2 separate regions of the Sus scrofa genome follow, and region 2 is linked to region 1. A link is a contact called in public Hi-C data. All regions are on one chromosome and are shown on one strand. Each heading gives the region's core, a stretch centred on a gene start, on an enhancer-like site or on the middle of the called end of the contact. The rest is flanking DNA. Distances are from core to core; before and after follow the strand shown. Region 1 holds the start of CEP57 (centrosomal protein of 57 kDa). Region 2 holds the start of MTMR2 (myotubularin-related protein 2).

Region 1 (3,846 bases), core at 490-2,989:
TAGATGTGAGGGGTACGCGCTACAGATAAATTAAGAAAGCTGTCAAAGCCGATCCCAAGGATTGGTTAAATGTGAAACTACTTATTATTGTGCACCGTTGCTCACAGACAGCATCCCGGCTTTAATGGGATGGGAGGAGCTCCAAATCTTAGAGCATTCTGTTCCCAAGCCAGACGCTTCGCTTTCCTGGACAGGGAAGAAGGATGCCATCAGCTTTGCGGCTTCAGGTTCCTAGCAAGAAAGTGCAAACACCGTCCCCTGCCTCCCGTTGGAAGAACAGGACAAACCAGGAAGAAAACCGAGATGAAAACATCTCCACCCCGGGGTCTCTGCGGCATAGACAGGTGGCTGCCTCACTCAGCCCCACCCCTAAGACCCCTCAACATTGCTGGCGCACGGCACCCTCTGGGCCTCCTGGAAGAGGGTAGGATTCTGTCCTCTCGGGGGCTTTCCCAGCTGATGCCCAGGTTCTAGGATAACCGGGTCTCTGGGTGAGGAGGCGAGGGCTCCAAATCCCAGGCGCCGGCGAAAAGAGAGGGGCTGCAATGCAACGGGCACCCAGATCGCTCGGGCTACCGCCGAGGAAACCCCGCCCGCCCGCCGCCCAGCGCCCACGGACCTTGCAGAGCTGCTGGCCCTGGGAGAGCTCCTCGAAGGGATAGCGCTGGGTGCACTTGGTGCAGGCGTACAGGGCCGAGGCCGCCATCCTGCTCCTCAGTCTCCTCCTCCACCGCCGCCCGCTCCGAGGCGGAGCCCTACGGGAAACTCGGGCGCCGCAGCCACCGCTGCCGCCACTGCCGCTTGGGCTGCGGGCTCCTCCTCCTCCCCCTCCCCCTGCCTCGCGCCCACCAGGCCCTCGCCGCGAGAGCCCAAGGCCCTGCGGCCGCCGCCGTCTCCCTCCGCCTCCACTTCCGCCCCAGCCCACCCAGTGACGCCGTCCCGGCCGCTCCCGCTTAGGCCCGAGAGCGGCGGAGGAAGACGAAGAGGATAGTTCGCTGCGGTTTAGCAGCGCGGCAGCGGATCCGCTTCCTCCTAGGCTTCCCTTTCTCACCCCTGATTGGCTGGGAAGGCTACAGCGTCACCAGGCCGCTCCGCCCAAGGCCTAACCCCCGCTACGCTGGGAGCTCCCACAAAGGGAGGAAGTCGCTGGCCAATAATAGCGCGACGCTTTCAGCGCGCGAAATCCACTTTAAACTTGCCCCGCCCAAAGGTCCCGGTGGCGACTATTTCTAGCAGCCAGTCCCAGGTTTGGTTGGGAGTTTCCCAATCCAATTGGGCAGTTGTTTGCTAAGGTTTACTCTCTGCCCCTATTCTTTTTTTTTCCTTGACTTCCATTGGACCAAATTTTTAAGCCCCTCCCAATTCTATTTTTAATTGGCCGAAAGGTGAGTACTTCACCTGGAGAGGCGTCCCCGAGTGAAACTCACGCTCTCTCTGGCCTTTAATCCAAGGGAAGACATGGAGTGTTTGAATTTCGCGTTCGCTTTTATTTCAGTCATTGTATTCGGTTGCCAATGAAACAACACAACCCCTCGCCCATCTATTTCCCTCGAGAAAGTCCGTTCCTATGCAAAACCCCGTCAGAAGGGCCTGGGAACCCTCGGCGCTACGCGCCCGCGCAGCCCTTGCGACGCGCTACCTTGTGACGTCACCGAGGGAAGGGGCGGATTCTCCTACCACCTGAAGACGTTCGCCTTTTTGATTGGCTGACCAGGGCGTCCGTTAGGACGTGTTGCCCTTTCCGTGTGCACTCCAGAGCGCGGGCGTCCAAGTGGGGGTGTGTGGCAGGGGTTTCCGGGCCGGGCACCAGCACCCCAGCCCCTTCCATCAGGGGTTTGGCTTAGGGTCGTCCCTGGCGGGCGGCTCTCGAAGCTTGAAGAACAGCGCGCGCACCCGGGCCGCTCCGGGACTGCAGAGGTCCGCTAGGCAGGCACGAAGATGGCGGCAGCGTCGGTCTCTGAGACTTCGGCTTCTCAATTCTCGGTAAGAAGCGGTGGACGTTCGAATAGGTCCCGTCTCGGTCTTGGCGCCCCTTTGCTCTTCCTCACCCTTCAGAGCGATGTCGGCTCAGCATCTTACCCGTTCTGGGGAACGGCGCGGGGCGCCTACATCTCCCCGGGCTACCTCGGCGCCCACCGCTTTTCTGCCTGGGCTGCACCGTTCATTGAAAGCGGCCGGCCGGCCGGCCGGCGGGTCTCTCCCCCCTGCCCCTTTCTGCTTACCGCCCAGGTGGCCGTTCATTGCTGGGACCCGCAGGGATGGTTACCCAACGCACCCCGTGCTGCGAAAGCTGGGCTCCTGGGTCACGTGGGTGTAACGGCCAGGCTTGAAAGCGCTCCGAGACCAGGTAGGCGCTCTAGTTGCCTTAATTGGCAGCTGTTGAATAATCCAGTCTCCAGTGCTTCTGCTGATTGCTTTGCCAGCAGTACTCCCTCCCTTTTGTTCTTCCTTCTGCATTCATCCCACCGCCTCCTTATTCCGATGACCTCTGTGTAAAGGTCGTTTTAGAGAGGCGACCGGAGGAGCTGATCTTAAATATTGTTTTGGCCTCCGCAAGAGCCACAAGCCTGTTACTAGTATTTTGTTGAATTGGGCTGGTACCCGCCGCTCTGGGAATAGATGGGAAGTGAATGTGAATGTGAAGAAGCTCAAGTTAGAGCCATTATCTCTTCATGCAGCAAATGCTGAGTGTCTGGCGTACTTTTAAAAGGCTCTAGGATTGCACAGATGAATACAGCAGAATCCCTCTGAAGGAGCAAACACTGAAGGAATCTACACGTAGTTAGATTAATACACAGTATTGTTTCATAAGTGCCACCATGCTGGAAAAACCGAGCCAAGGGTGATGAGCACTGCTTGGGGAGAGAAGAGAGAGAGCTAGTTGGGTGGTGAAGGATTCGCAAATGCTTGTCCCAGGAACAGAAAAGGAAGGAGAACAAAGCACCACAGGCATTTTGGAATATGTGCCAAGACAATAGGTGCTTCCAGAAACCTTGAAAAAAATTTGGAATGAGCAGAGAGGTAGTGTGGGTGTAGAGTCCCTTAGGAAGAATTGTAAAAATAGATTAAAATAAGAGAGGGATGGTGAGGGGAGAAGGCAGGAGAATATCACGGTAAGGTAGTAAGGTAATGTCGTAAACGTTAACAGGGAAAGGTTACTAAGAGCAGAGTCACCTGGGTGAAAAGACACTTTTTCCTGTTTCAGCTTTTGGTGATATGTGATAATGAGGCCAGAGTGATCCTCAGGGTTTCAGCACAAGGAGGGTAGCTAATTAAGAGATCAGGGAAGATTAAGAAGAAGGAATGAATGAAGCAATTGGAGTTATTCAGGAATTAGGTCAGTAAATGAGAAGATGAAAGAGGAACTGTTAAGACTATTAAGTGTCAGTAGATAGATGGGATATGAGCTGTGATTATTACTTCAGTTTAATTGGGAGAAAAGATAAGTAAAGATAATTGGCATGGGGGTCTTTTCATTGCTCTCAAAACAGCACTTGGAAACTAAGCAAGGAAAATTCCTATGAATGTTGAATTGAGCTGAATTCTGCCAAGGCCATCTAGCTGAGTGGTTACTGGGATGTGGTTAACCATTAGTCTTTAAGGTAGCCTGGACAGAAATTTTATGGAATGTTTACTAGGAAAGCATATATATATACATAGTATATATATATATATATAGTGTGTGTGTATATATATATAATATGCTAAGCTCAGCTGTAAGTGGATTCTAAATATGGAGAAATTTGCTCTGAATATCTAGGATCCTTTACAAATCAAAGTATAATGACTTGACCTGCTGCATCAAATGTCTAATTTGGAGGTCACTATGTCTCAAAACAAAAATGA
Region 2 (3,846 bases), core at 540-3,039, 160 kb after region 1:
TCTATCCTGAGCCACAGTTGTCATTTGTAACTTTCCCATAAAATTATAATTTTCCAACCTGTTTCCTGAATGATTTGACAGCTGAGTATAATCCCCAGCTTTCTAGATTTCATAGTAATAAACATAAACCTGAAAAATACTTGAAACAAGTATACACTATACATAATCACACAAAGAAAAATTTTTCTCTCCTGGGTATTCAATCTACAAATTCAAAAATGCATTTAATAAGCATCTCTGACAGACAGGGTCTCTGTTAAATGCTGGTGATATGAAGATAAATAAGATATACTCCTCATCCTCAGTAGTTTATAGCCTAATAGAGAAGACAATTAAACCAGCAATTACACTCTGCTTGTTAAGGACGCTGAAAGATAGCTGGGCAGGTTGCTATTAACCAGTATAGGAAAAGAATCTAATTTAGAATGGTGGGACCAGCTTATGAGTTCCTGAACAGCAACAGGAAAAAAAAGTGGTAGTATCACGCAGGTTTAGCAGAGTCCAAAATGAATTATGAGACACAACAACTTCAACTCACAAGGAAAAAAAAGAAAATTATGTTTTCACACAATGGCTTAGTAACTCTCTAATAACTATTTCTTGAAAATAATTTGATTTCATTGCGGCTATATAACAATTACAAATCTTTTTAATTTCCTAATAAAATTTTAAATCACAATCTGAAAACCCAAAGAAAAAAACTGCATCAGAAACATACATATGTAACATTTACGACAGCTCCCTGCGAAGCTGCATACTAAAATTCTGCTCAAAATTCCAGGGGAAAAAAATCCCATTTAGTACATGAGAAATAACCTGGAGAACCGATGGCCCAAGAAGGGAGAAAACTACCACTCATCAGTTAATCAGGAATAATGACTTTCAGCTGTAAGATTTAGACCAGAAACGCACAGCGGTGGGGCATTTTTACTTACATTTAAAACAAAGTTGGGGGGATGGAGATTGGAGTGTAAGGAAAACTGTAAAAAAAATAAAATAAAATAAGAGAAGGGAAAGTGAGGAAAAGGTGAGAAAGAACCCAAAAACCAAACGACGGATGAAAGAAAAACTAAAGGCTGGTTCTGGAAAGAGTGGTCAAGAGACGAAAAAAAAAAAAAAAAAGGCAGGGAGGAAATGAGGGAAAAGGGGAGAGAGCTGGGGGAAGGGCTGTTCCAAGAAATGAATTTAGAGGCAATAAGCGATCAGAGAAAGCAAAGGAATGGCTCCTGCAACTGCGAATAAAACGACATGAGAATATGGGGGTGGGACTGATAAAGAAGCAATGAGTTTTAATCTCCTCTTTCCCAGTCTCCAACCCCCAGTGAGGGAGGAAGAAGCGGTTTCCAGTCCTAGGAAAGGAATTCCGGCGCAGCCTTCTTGAACCAGAATCCAGAATTGGGGTACCATCCAGCAGATCCCCGGCCCCTCTCCATCCCCCTCGGACGCTAGGCGGGGCCCTGGGCGTCCCGGTTACCTGGACAGGGAATCCACGCTGGGCGGCCGTGCTACCACCGGCTGGGAGCCAAGACTCTCGCAGCTCGAGCTTTTCTCCATGGCTCGGCGGGGATAGCGGGAGGAAAAAGCTGCAGCGACCTTCTCGGCTACCGGGCAGAAGGAGCGGAGGGTGGAGTGCGTCGGGGAAGGACCGCGGTCAGGCCCGCGCCGGCCCGGGAGGGAGACCGGAAGCGGCCATGTTCCCCCAGCCTGCACCGCGCGCGGGGGCTGCCGGGGAGCCGGCGGACCCCGCGGCGCCCCTCGGTCGACTGCTTTGACGCGGCTCGCGCACTTGCGCAGTAACGGGGCGGGGGGGAAAGGCAGGTGAAGGAGATGAGCTGCTAATATCACTACCTACTTCGTAAGAGTTGTTACTGGATGGAATGGACTAATATGTATAAACAGTTTGTAGCACCACTTCAAAAACGGTAGCTGTAGGCAGGGAAGCTATAGGCAGGGGGCAGAGAAGTAAGACGTGATTGATGTGAGAGGGTAATGTGAAATATATGACAAGTAGGGGAAAAAGTTAATGCTCATCGTTCTATTTCCATTGCATCCCTGAGCCAGCATTGTAGAGAGGGCACTAGAAAAGAAGCTGAAACTTTAAGCCCTGCTGTGATTTGAATTGAAGTCTGTGTGATCTAGAAGTATCTGAAGGAAAAAATCACTTTGGAATTAATCCATTGTCCACACAGAAAGGTATGGGAAGAGGAAATGGGGAGGGAATTGTTAAATGTACCAAAAAATTAGACACATATACCACTGGGTGCAGTGGTGTCGGATAGAGGGCAAACTTGTAGGGATCTTTCCCTGCCCTCTCAAATTCCCAGGCAGGGCAGGAAGGGAGGGGAGAGTAATAGAACTGTGATAAGAGAACAGGAACTGGGTGAAGGGGAAATGCTTCTGCTGGTAATTTTCTGTTACAGAGGATAAAGGAAGGACATAGAAAGGATACCAAAAAGAATTTTGTTGATTGAGACTGAGTCTCCATCACCTGACGTATATGGTATAAAAATATGCGAAGATTATTTTTGTAAAAATTTAGCCAGTCATTTTATAAACAAAACAGTTCCCTGCTAAGATAAATGGCATTATGTTGATTTAAACTAGATTTAATGTATACTGACAACTAATGTTTTTAAGAAAATCTTGAAGTGTAGGGCCAGTGAAATACGAATTTGCGAGTACATTCCCCTGAAAAACCACCAGCCTGGTTGTGTTCCACATAAACTAGGGTGTTTATTAATATGAATGAACATACATTTAAGCAAAAAGACTTGGCCTTTCTCTTCCAGCTTGGCAGGGACAGGATGGCATTTGTAAAGAGATCTCATTTGTAAAGAGATCTTAATTGTATTTCTTAACCTTAACTGATAGGCAAAGAGAAGAGGTGTTTGAGAATTCTTAACAAGCATAAACATCTACAATGAGTCATAAAAGAATCTGCTTATTGCTTCTCCACCCCTACTTACCCTCCAAAATGCTGGCTCACTGTCACATTATACCTTGACATAGATTTTTCCAAGCTAAATTTGGTAAGGACTTAAATCCTTAAATAGTAGACCCATATTCTTTCTACTACTCAGTTAATTTCTAGCAGCATTGCCTTCACAGAGCGCTTGAAACCATCTGCCTGATAGTATAATAGTTTGTGTATGTGTTTATTTGATGATTAATAAAGAACAATAATGTTAAGTGTAAAGACTTCGAAACCAGACAAATCTGAAATGGAATCCTGATTCTTTCACATACCTGCTCTATGATTTTGATTTCATTGCTTCTCCAAGACTTAGTTTTCTCATTTCTAAAATAGGAATTAAAATACCCATATAATGTTTTTTTTTTTTTTCCTCTACACAGAGTTGGTTGCACAGTAGGTTCGGTAAATGGATCCGTTGCTCTCAGATCCTATTATGCTATATTATGCTATTATGTTCTTCCTCTGAACTTATTGCTTTACTGCTTTCTTTTTTGGCTACACCCATAGGATATGGAAGTTCCTGGGCCAGAATTGAATTCACGCTGGAGCTGTGACTTAAGCCACAGCTACAGCAACCCAGGATCCTTAACCCACTGTGCCAGGCTGGGGATCAAAATGGAGCATCCACAAAGACAAGCCCAATGGATCATTAATTCACTGCGCCACAGCAGGAACTCTCTATTGCTTTACTTCTAACCTAAATAATAAAACAGTAACTTCTCAGAGTGAACAACAAAGACTACTTTGGTCTCAGCTACACATTAAGTTAGTGCAGAATTCTTTTCTGTCATGTAGGCTGCTATGTCAGGTACCACCAAAAAGTCAACTTAATTAGGACTTTTTGCACCACAGTTTTCTCATCTTTTAAAACA

What was found. A called contact is a pair of places that touch in the nucleus more often than the background predicts.
Region 2: a Hi-C map of liver shows a contact between it and region 1, with 7 times the contacts expected there. The contact joins the promoter of MTMR2 here to the promoter of CEP57 in region 1. A contact is called at or near these places in 2 of 47 Hi-C or Micro-C datasets (heart right ventricle and liver) and 1 of 2 datasets of contacts at active chromatin or transcription factors (alveolar macrophages).

The regions. Positions count from the first base shown.
Region 1 is chr9:27,811,205-27,815,050 of Sscrofa11.1, forward strand. CEP57 (centrosomal protein of 57 kDa) reads left to right here and starts at 1,740. Exons shown (of 12, transcript XM_021062690.1): 1 at 1,740-1,983. It overlaps FAM76B (protein FAM76B), which reads right to left and starts at 2,214. Exons shown (of 11, transcript XR_001298742.2): 1 at 620-2,214.
Region 2 is chr9:27,972,659-27,976,504 of Sscrofa11.1, forward strand. It overlaps MTMR2 (myotubularin-related protein 2), which reads right to left and starts at 1,790. Exons shown (of 16, transcript XM_003357252.4): 1 at 1,475-1,790.